3 separate regions of the Mus musculus genome follow, and regions 2 and 3 are each linked to region 1. Evidence: chromatin contacts called from public HiChIP or PLAC-seq and promoter capture Hi-C data. All regions are on one chromosome and are shown on one strand. Each heading gives the region's core, a stretch centred on a gene start, on an enhancer-like site or on the middle of the called end of the contact. The rest is flanking DNA. Distances are from core to core; before and after follow the strand shown. Region 1 holds the start of Fabp2 (fatty acid binding protein 2, intestinal). Region 2 overlaps Pde5a (phosphodiesterase 5A, cGMP-specific). Region 3 overlaps Synpo2 (synaptopodin 2).

Evidence for each region. Promoter capture Hi-C pulls out the DNA fragments that hold promoters and counts their contacts. HiChIP or PLAC-seq counts read pairs in DNA pulled down with a chosen protein or histone mark.
Region 2: a contact with region 1 is called in an H3K4me3 HiChIP or PLAC-seq map of intestinal crypt epithelium, with 6 read pairs. The contact joins the enhancer-like site here to the promoter of Fabp2 in region 1. A contact is called at or near these places in 9 of 39 promoter capture datasets (cranial neural crest, embryonic stem cells, frontonasal cranial neural crest and 3 more), 1 of 484 Hi-C or Micro-C datasets (uterus), 2 of 115 datasets of contacts at active chromatin or transcription factors (intestinal crypt epithelium and intestinal villus epithelium) and 1 of 9 other capture datasets (adipose tissue).
Region 3: a promoter capture Hi-C map of liver shows a contact between it and region 1. The contact joins the enhancer-like site here to the promoter of Fabp2 in region 1. A contact is called at or near these places in 10 of 39 promoter capture datasets (the 3T3-L1 cell line, the HPC-7 cell line, cranial neural crest and 5 more), 3 of 15 datasets of contacts at CTCF or cohesin (the NIH/3T3 cell line, embryonic stem cells and large pre-B cells), 3 of 484 Hi-C or Micro-C datasets (cerebral cortex and embryonic stem cells), 2 of 115 datasets of contacts at active chromatin or transcription factors (embryonic stem cells and kidney) and 3 of 9 other capture datasets (adipose tissue, liver and pancreatic islet).

The regions. Positions count from the first base shown.
Region 1 is chr3:122,893,668-122,896,466 of GRCm38.p6, reverse strand. It overlaps Fabp2 (fatty acid binding protein 2, intestinal), which reads right to left and starts at 1,395. Exons shown (of 4, transcript NM_007980.3): 1 at 988-1,395. The coding sequence starts at 1,054. All of the region lies in intron 3 of 4933405D12Rik (RIKEN cDNA 4933405D12 gene), which reads left to right.
Region 2 is chr3:122,762,601-122,765,300 of GRCm38.p6, reverse strand. The region is part of intron 3 of Pde5a (phosphodiesterase 5A, cGMP-specific); the gene reads right to left. Among named protein-coding and RNA genes, the nearest start is that of Pde5a, 35 kb to the right of the region's middle. Within about 2 kb of position 1,405, at least 46 of the 459 cell types and tissues checked have an H3K27ac peak or open chromatin away from gene starts, as enhancers often do. A contact at or near this core is called in intestinal crypt epithelium, intestinal villus epithelium, trophoblast stem cells and 1 more, where this site is marked.
Region 3 is chr3:123,103,207-123,106,020 of GRCm38.p6, reverse strand. The region is part of intron 4 of Synpo2 (synaptopodin 2); the gene reads left to right. Among named protein-coding and RNA genes, the nearest start is that of Myoz2, 70 kb to the right of the region's middle. Within about 2 kb of position 1,445, at least 45 of the 459 cell types and tissues checked have an H3K27ac peak or open chromatin away from gene starts, as enhancers often do. A contact at or near this core is called in the NIH/3T3 cell line, adipose tissue and liver, where this site is marked.

The DNA.
Region 1 (2,799 bases), core at 146-2,645:
CAAGATCAACAAACCTTTTGCTTCAATGATCAGCCCAATTTCAGCAATGTCAAATGAAGAATTAAAAGGTATATTCATACATTAAAGAAACACAACCTCAGGTCTGGGTATTTATTAATTTCCAACACTAAAATTGCATTTATTTGTTTTGTTGTTGTTGTTTGAAACTGGCTCTTGATATGTAACCCAGGCAGGCCCCAAACTTGCTGCATAGCACAGGTTAGCCTATAGTCTTTTCACTCTCAAGACTGTTAAGATCTCCAGTGTACACCACCATGGTTTGCTTGCCTTATAATTATATTGACTCTTTGTGGCATTCCTCATTGGCCTAAGCCAGAAAAATTATTCGGAAATTATATGATTAATTCATTATAATATGAAATTTTATAAACTTCAATTCAGGATCCCTAAAGTAAAAGATAATTTATTCAGGCTTTATTTCAAGTAATGAAACATTTTTGCCTAGTTTGTAGTGTAAGCTACCATACTAGTAGACATTTATAGTAGAGTTAAATTACACCTCTGTGAAGAATGTACAGCATTTTATGGTTATTCCTAACGTTAGATAAGTTAGAGGAAAGAATTACATATAATTTATTTAAGCTGGGTTTTGAAAAAATTATTTTCTTACTTTATTAAAAGATCCTTGCTTTTTTAATCCCCTATAATCCCGTGGGTTTTTTTTTTAAACTCTGGAAATTATAACTCACTATAATATTCTTTTTTAAATGAACGCAAACATGTCAGTTTTTAATTACGCATGTGCAATTACCAGGCAAGGGAAGAAATCATAGGTGTCTCTTTCTTTGGTGTGTTTCAGAGAGCAGGGCTTGCCCGAGGGAGACAAGATATTCTTCCTAAAGCAGGAGGTGCAAGTATGGATTTCCTGGCTCTGAACAATCGGTCAGCTAGAGCTTTGCCACATCACAGGTCATTCAGTAACTACACAGACAGGAGAAAACAAACAGACAGGAAGCCAGTGCTTACCCATTTTCTCCATGAACTTTTCATAGTTCTCGTTCCGGTCTACTTTCCACGTGCCGTCGAATGCCATGATCTCAGCTGTGTGTGTCTCTAGGAAAGCAGAGGTCCAGTCCTGTCCACTAGAGAGAATTTATTCTATTTCTTATCTTCGAACCAATTCATACTGTGATGTGGAAGTTCGAAGTTCAGGAGATAACCTAACCGCCTCACATGCCAGGCCCCTTTGGTTTCTCTTCCCATGCTTTCTTTGAATCTACTGCTGGGATTCAACTGAATTAAAATCTGATAATCATTCCTACTCTGCCTTCAACTACAGCATGTGGGCATTTTTATTTCAAGAATTAGGGCCAGGTAATGATGGCTGACACTTTTAATCGCTGCTCTCCGGAGGCAGAGGCAGCCAGTTCTAAGGTTGGTCTAAAAGGGAGTTCCACTCCAGCCAAAAAGCAAACAACAAAAATGAATTAGGCAATAAACCAATCCAAACAAACAAACAACAACAACAAGAAACTCTCAAGGTAGTTTTCTATTTACAAGTTCAAAGTGCACACTATGTAGCAGGTAATATAATTTGTAACATATATCAAACTTCGGAGACATGAGACTTATACCCCAAGCCTTTCACAGGAGCCTTACAAAACTAAACACAAATGCAACTTCAAAGTTAAAGTTTGAGTGATTGTTGGAGCTAAAAATGTATTTTTATTTTAATTAGGAATAATCTTTTCCCTAAGATTAGTTTATTGAAATAAAATTAATCTTAAATTTAATATATTAGCTATTTGCCCAAACATCACTGTCATCATATTCTGAAACAGTGTTATTATTCCTAAAAGAAACTGCATACATTTCTAGCAGTGGGTGTTCATTTTCTATTTTAGACCATTAGGTTCTCAGCTGCTTTCTACCTCTATAGACATTTCATACAAATATAATTGCATAGTAGGTGGTCTTTTTATGTTTGAATCTTTTCACTGAATGTGTTCTCAATGTTTACATATCAGCCAGCTCTTTATTTTTTAATGTTTTATTCTTGATTAATGTGAGTAAATTATGTAAATTAAGGAATTCCGCATGACATTTCAATACAGGCATAATCAAATCCAGTTTCCCTCCCTCCCTCCTCTCATGCCAACCTCGAGCAACACACTCCAAACAATGTTTGTTAGTTGAAGTTATGTTTTCTAATATACCCTTTTGCATTGTATTTGGGGTTATCAGAGGTTTGTAGAAATATCCCTGGTTCCTGGCATACTTGTCTGATGCCCTGGGAATCATGAGGTTTTTTGTTTGTTTGGTTTTGTCTTGAAGGGTTATAGATCACTAAGCAAAACCTCAAGAGGTAGAAATGTGGGTGTATAGTGAGAATTCTGGAGTTTTGGTTTCTTTTAAAAACACAGGAACACTATGGGGATGTGTTTTTATTTTGATCCCTGGTGTGGTGTATAGGGCTGCTTCGGACTGTCAGAATCAGCTGTCCATGATTTGCTTCGTGCTCTAGCAGGGGTGTGATTTTGCCAGCTGCAGATGGTTGGTTGTTTTTGGTTGCGTTTGGTAAGTAGTCATGTGAAGGAAGAAACAAGAAGAGAAGGAGAGAAAGGAGAGAAGGAAGAGGAAGAGGAGGAGGAAGAGGAAGGAGGAGGAAGAGGAGAAAGAGGAAGGAAGAGGAAGGAGGAGGAGGAGGAGGAAGAAGAAGAAGAAGAAGAAGAAGAAGAAGAAGAAGAAGAAGAAGAAGAAGAAGAAGAAGAAGAAGAAGAAGAAGAAGAAGAAAAGAAGAAGAAAGAAATAAAATTCCTGACTGAGAAGATCAAACTT
Region 2 (2,700 bases), core at 156-2,655, 130 kb after region 1:
GAGACCTTGAACATGCTCTTGGACAGACTCTGATCTGTGACTATTGAGAGCCCAAGTGTCGATGCTTGTCTTCCTTTTCACTTCCCTGCCCTGAGTGCCCTGCTGTCTTCTCCACCACATATCAGGGACTCTCCCTCCAGAGTTTCTGTCTCTTCCAAGTCCTATTTCACACCACTTAATCACTCTCACACACTGGACAGATCTCCTCTCCTTTGATTGACTTTTGTCCTTTGGCCATTCATTTGCCTCTGACTAATAGGTCTTTGACCTTTTGGAAATAGACTATTTTAGCTTCCTCAAGCTTCTCTAGTCATTTTCCCCCTATTAACCCGTACCTTTAGAAGGAATAGAGAGAAGAGGGAGAAAGATAAAACCTTACTCTCTACACTGTATGCATAGCCATGATGCCGGCTTCCAAAATGACACTGCTATATCCATTATGTCAATGGATTATAACGTAACATTATTGAAAGGAACTCCTGAAAATTTTAATTTGCTAATATATCTCACAAGAACAAGAGGCTGGGCTGGCAAGATGGCTCAGCAAGTAAAAGGTGCTTACCACCCACCCTAAAGTCATGAATTCAATTCCCTGGACCCACATGGTAGAAGGAGAGAAAAAACTCTTAAAACTCTTACCTTCTGATCTCCATGCGTGTATGTGTATACACTCACGTGTGTGTGTGTGTGTGTGTGTGTGTGTGTGTGTGTGTGTGTGTACAGACAATAAGTAAATACATAACAAGAGGTAATACTCAGCATTTTAGTGAATCCTAAAAATCTTTCAGAGTGCCCTGGCCTATGTCAGAGCACAGACTTCAGTATGTAACACCCAACTTCCCCAACCACACAACTGCCAGGACTCTTTCCCCTGAAAAAAATATCACTGTCACTAAAGAGTATAAAATATTTTATAATCAAGAGATAAACAGTAATTCAATAATCATAGCTCTGTTAGGTTTTCTGGTAAGTAACTAGAATGGGAAGTAGCTTAATGGGAATGATTTAAACAAAGAGAAGGTAAATCCACTCACCCTCAATTATGAGAAGAAAAAAAAAAGACTAGAAGGCCATGTTTCTTTTAAAGTTGATATTTGGTTAAGGGATGACAAGCAGAATCCCAGGCCAGGCTATGCCACTCTCATCGGACCCAGCCCATGATTACGAGCTGGCTAGTGACTGCCTCGGGCTCCCACATTCCTTCTCTTACAAGTTTCATTATTGTTACTCACGTGAGTCGTTTCAAAAAGCACTAGATGGTATTTACTGACCATTTCCACAGTGTCACAAGGCATGTCTAGCCTTGTGTCTGTGTGAATACAGCTTTGCCAGTGGGTCTTTTATTACCCCCGCTTTGCAGAGAAGGAAAGTGAAGTTCAAAGAGATTAACCCCGATTAGTCATACAGGAAGCAATACGATGAGAGTCAAGCTCGGAGCAAACAGTCTTTACAATTATTCCAAAAGGCTCGTCGAGCCCGCCTGTAAATTTTCATTTAAGAAAATTCGAGAGACTTCCGGTAAGTTAACAGTCAAGAGACTATCTCCACCTGATGTGACAAAGGAGAAGAGGAATAACACGAACTGTTCCAAAGACAGAGAAGAGCTTTGGAGATTCACAAAAGCGATGACAGAAACATGCGGAGAGAAAGATTGCCAACTCCACCAAAAGGAAGCAGACCCCGGCAGACAGCTCAGGCCAGGCTCCCTGGGAGCGGAGGCAGCAGAAGCCTCAACCCAGAGGTGAGTGGAGCCAGGCAGTCCTGCCCTCAGGACAAGCCAAAGCTTCACAAACCCCAAACCAGTTGTGGGCTTTGGTCAAACAGGGATTCCTCATGCAGAAGGTCAGGACTAGATAGAGAAGGCCGGCAATATCCATGCAGCTGCTGCATATGACTCAGAGGGCAGTGGCCAGGCACACCCTAAAAGAAGAACTTACCATTTAAAACTCGGCTACCCTAAGGGCCTGACAACAAGGAATAACCACAGGTCTGGGAGCTTTAATTTAACCTGCAATAGCTCAAAATGGGAAGCCCTCTAGGACGCAATAATGGGAATGAGGGGGACCAGACACTAACAGGAGAAAAAGTAGAGTAGGCAGGAGGCTTGCTTCAGGAAGTGAAGTGCATGGGCAAAGGGAGTCCTGGTATAGCTCTTGGGAGAGGGGGTGTCTCTCTAATGGAGGCCACCAAGTTAACCAATCTACATCCATCTAATTCCCTTCAACACTGTAGAAAATGAGAAGTGTAAACCTCCAGGAGTCTTCTTGACATTCACAGTTACATTCCTCCAGTAGAATGACAAAGAATTGGGTCTCAAAAGCACAAACCTCAGTACTATGGTTGCGTCTCAAATTCATTCTGGAGACACACCCTAATGAGTGGTACACCCTAACTAAAAGGTACATGGCCGGTGAAGTCTCAGGAGGACAGAAGAACTGGCCCAGCCCACAGACTGAAAAGTTCCATGTACCTGTACAAGGAAAGGAGGGGATGTTATTTGTTAAAATGAAGACAGCTCTGGTTGACATTAGACCCTTGTTGGATATGAATTCAGTATGAGGATAAACCATAGGCAAGCATGGGTTTATACTCTGCTGTCTCAGAGCCCATGCAGAAAATTCTCTGCTACATAGTTGAGATTAAGCCAGGCACAAATTTTATAAAAACCTACAGTGGCCTTTGAATCTCTGAGGACCTGGT
Region 3 (2,814 bases), core at 196-2,695, 210 kb before region 1:
GGGTTGGTGATGCAGGGGGTAGGATGGAGGGAAGGAGGAGGGGTGTGCACAAGAAGAAATGCAGACTAAACAAAAGGAATGATTCCTTGGCTTTATGCATCCCCCCCCCCCCGAGAGAATTCAAAGAAATTTCCTGTTAGATAGTTGGGTAATTCAAAACCCATCACTTTGGGCATCCTAACAGTACTACTAAGCAGAATTATAATGCGAGACTCGCCAGCTTCCAGTGTTTCAAAGAAGACGAGTAGTTATCACTGGGACCTGTGAGGGTGACACTTCCAGCTGAGGCAGCAGCCACCCTAGATGTACCTGGGGTGGGGGGATCAACCCTTCCTGCTATGCAGACCCCATTGGAAGATTCCCCCAAGACAGACAACCCTCCCTGTCTTAGGCTTATAATTGCTGTGAAGAAACACCATGTCCAAAAGCGAGCTGGGGAGAAGAGGGTTCATCTGGCTTACCCATTCACATTCTTGTCTGTCATTGAAGGAGGTCAGGACAGGAATTCAAATAGAGCAGCAGCTGATGCAGAGGCCATGGAGGGATGTTACTTACTGCCTTGCTCCTCGGGGCTTGCTCAGCCTGCTTTCTTATAGAACCCAGGACCACCAGCCCAGGGGTGGCACCACCCACATTGGACTGAACTCTCTCATCAAGAACTCGTTAAGAAAATGCCCTACAGACTTGCCTGTAGCTCAGCCTCCTGGAGGCCCTTTGTTTTTTTTTTTTTTTTTTTCAATGGAGGCTCCATCTCCTCAGATGTCTCTAGTCTGTGTCAAGTTCATAAAATTAGCCAGCACAGTCCCTGTCAAATACTTCCAAGCAACCGTAGACCACACCTTACATTTCAGACAAGTGTGCTGAACAGACTCCATCAAACAAATTCCCAGCCCTTGTAGGCTGGTATGTGCCAGACTGTGCTCACTGCTACCAGGACCGTAGAGGACCAAGAGAAAACGGAGATCCGTGAGAAAGAACAAAAGAAAACCCTCAAATTTAGTGACAATAATACCGAGTGACAAAAATTCCCGCAAAATTAGGAATTAAGAAGCTGTGATTTGGGGACAGGGCATTGCTCAACAGTACAGTGCTTGCCCAGAAAATATGAGGTTCCAGGATCCATCCCTGATGCTGGGGAGGAAAAAGGGACTGGTTTGATTTGGTATGATCAAAAGATAATCACCTCTTAAGTAAATTCCATGTGGGATTACCCGAGATGATGCAAATACTCTCTCAGCACACAGAGGTGCACACACACACACACACACACACACACACACGCACACAAACCCTTTTATTTTTGAGATAGAGTCTCACTGTGTGTTCCTGCCCTGACAACACCCACTGACCCATTCATTCACTGCACCTCACTGTCCCCAGGCCTGCTGCAACTCCCTCTGGGGACAAAGGGTCAATGACCCGACCTGTTTTGCAGTACTTGATCTTGCCTAAGAGGTATGGTTGCTTTCCAAAGCCAGACTGAAATCTAGGTCTCCACAGAGCAAGCGCCCAGGGCCTGGGAAGGCATAGACACAAGCCTCAGAAGCCATGCAGGGAGGGACGTCAACATGACCACCTCCGCCCAGGGAATTTTTGTGGATTTTCTGGTACTTCTAGAATGTCTATGAGTCAGAAGCAGAAGTCGGAGCTCAGAAGACTCGACCTTTAAAAAAGAATCACAAATCAAAACAAGCTTGGATTTGGAATTTTGTTTCGGATATAATGAAACAGAAATGGCTTAGATTTTCATGTGTGACGTCTAGTCATAGCTAAAGACAAAACACAACTGGGCCCCAAACAGCCAAACCCCAAAAGCCACAACTGGGTCTTGAATTGGTTTACCCTTGGTCATTTTTCCCCAGTGTGTTTCAAATGTATAAATGCCGTCAACAACTGCTCACTCCAGAATAAGATCCACTATTGAGTAACCTGGATACCCCAGGTGTCAGTCTAAGGCATGAATCTGCCATTTTGAGTTTTCTTTTCTTTTTTTTTTTCCCACACTTAGCACCCAAGGATGAATACCTGACCTGCTTGTCAATGTTTGGATATGGCTAACTAATTCTTCACGGCAGCCTAGTATGAGCTCCATCGACGCTGGAATCTGAATTAGGAAAGTCTTGCTGAAAGCCAGCATAATGGTGCAATGGTGAAGGCAGTAAGATTAGGAGTTAAAGGTCTCCCTCAGCTATAGACGAATTTGGAGGCTAGCCTGGGCTTCATGAGTGCCCCCCCCCCCCCCCCCCCCCCCGCATCTCAAACCAAAGCAAGTCAGGAACTAAGTATGAGATACAGGATAAGCCACCATGCCCGTATGTCTTTCTTGTGTTTTATTACATCGTTTTCCAACTTTCATTTCCATGGGAGTAAAGATTGGCATGGCCTTACCTTGGATACTTATTTATTAGATCTGGGTGGGAGCCAGGAATTTGTCATCTGATACTTGTTTGTTTGTGCACCTCATTTTATAAAACGCATTTCTAACACCTGTCTAACAGTCCTTTAAGACTCTTAATAGTTTGTAGGCTCCCCTCATCAAAGACAACCAAACCACGCAGGGCTGTGGGCCTGCTCGGACTCTGTGAGGTGTTAAAGCAAACGTGATTACGCCTAGCGTCCACCAGGTGGCAGCAGACTCTTCTCCCTCGTAGAGCTTCCCAGACCGCCATTCCAAAGTTTGTGGCTCAGCAACTGACTTCCAGTATTGTCCTTGTTGTTTTATTAAAGATAGGAGAAGCCTCAAGATCTGATTTTGTCAGATCAGTCACTACACATCAAGGGTGAGATAAATATTTTTCAGAAGCAGAATTATAG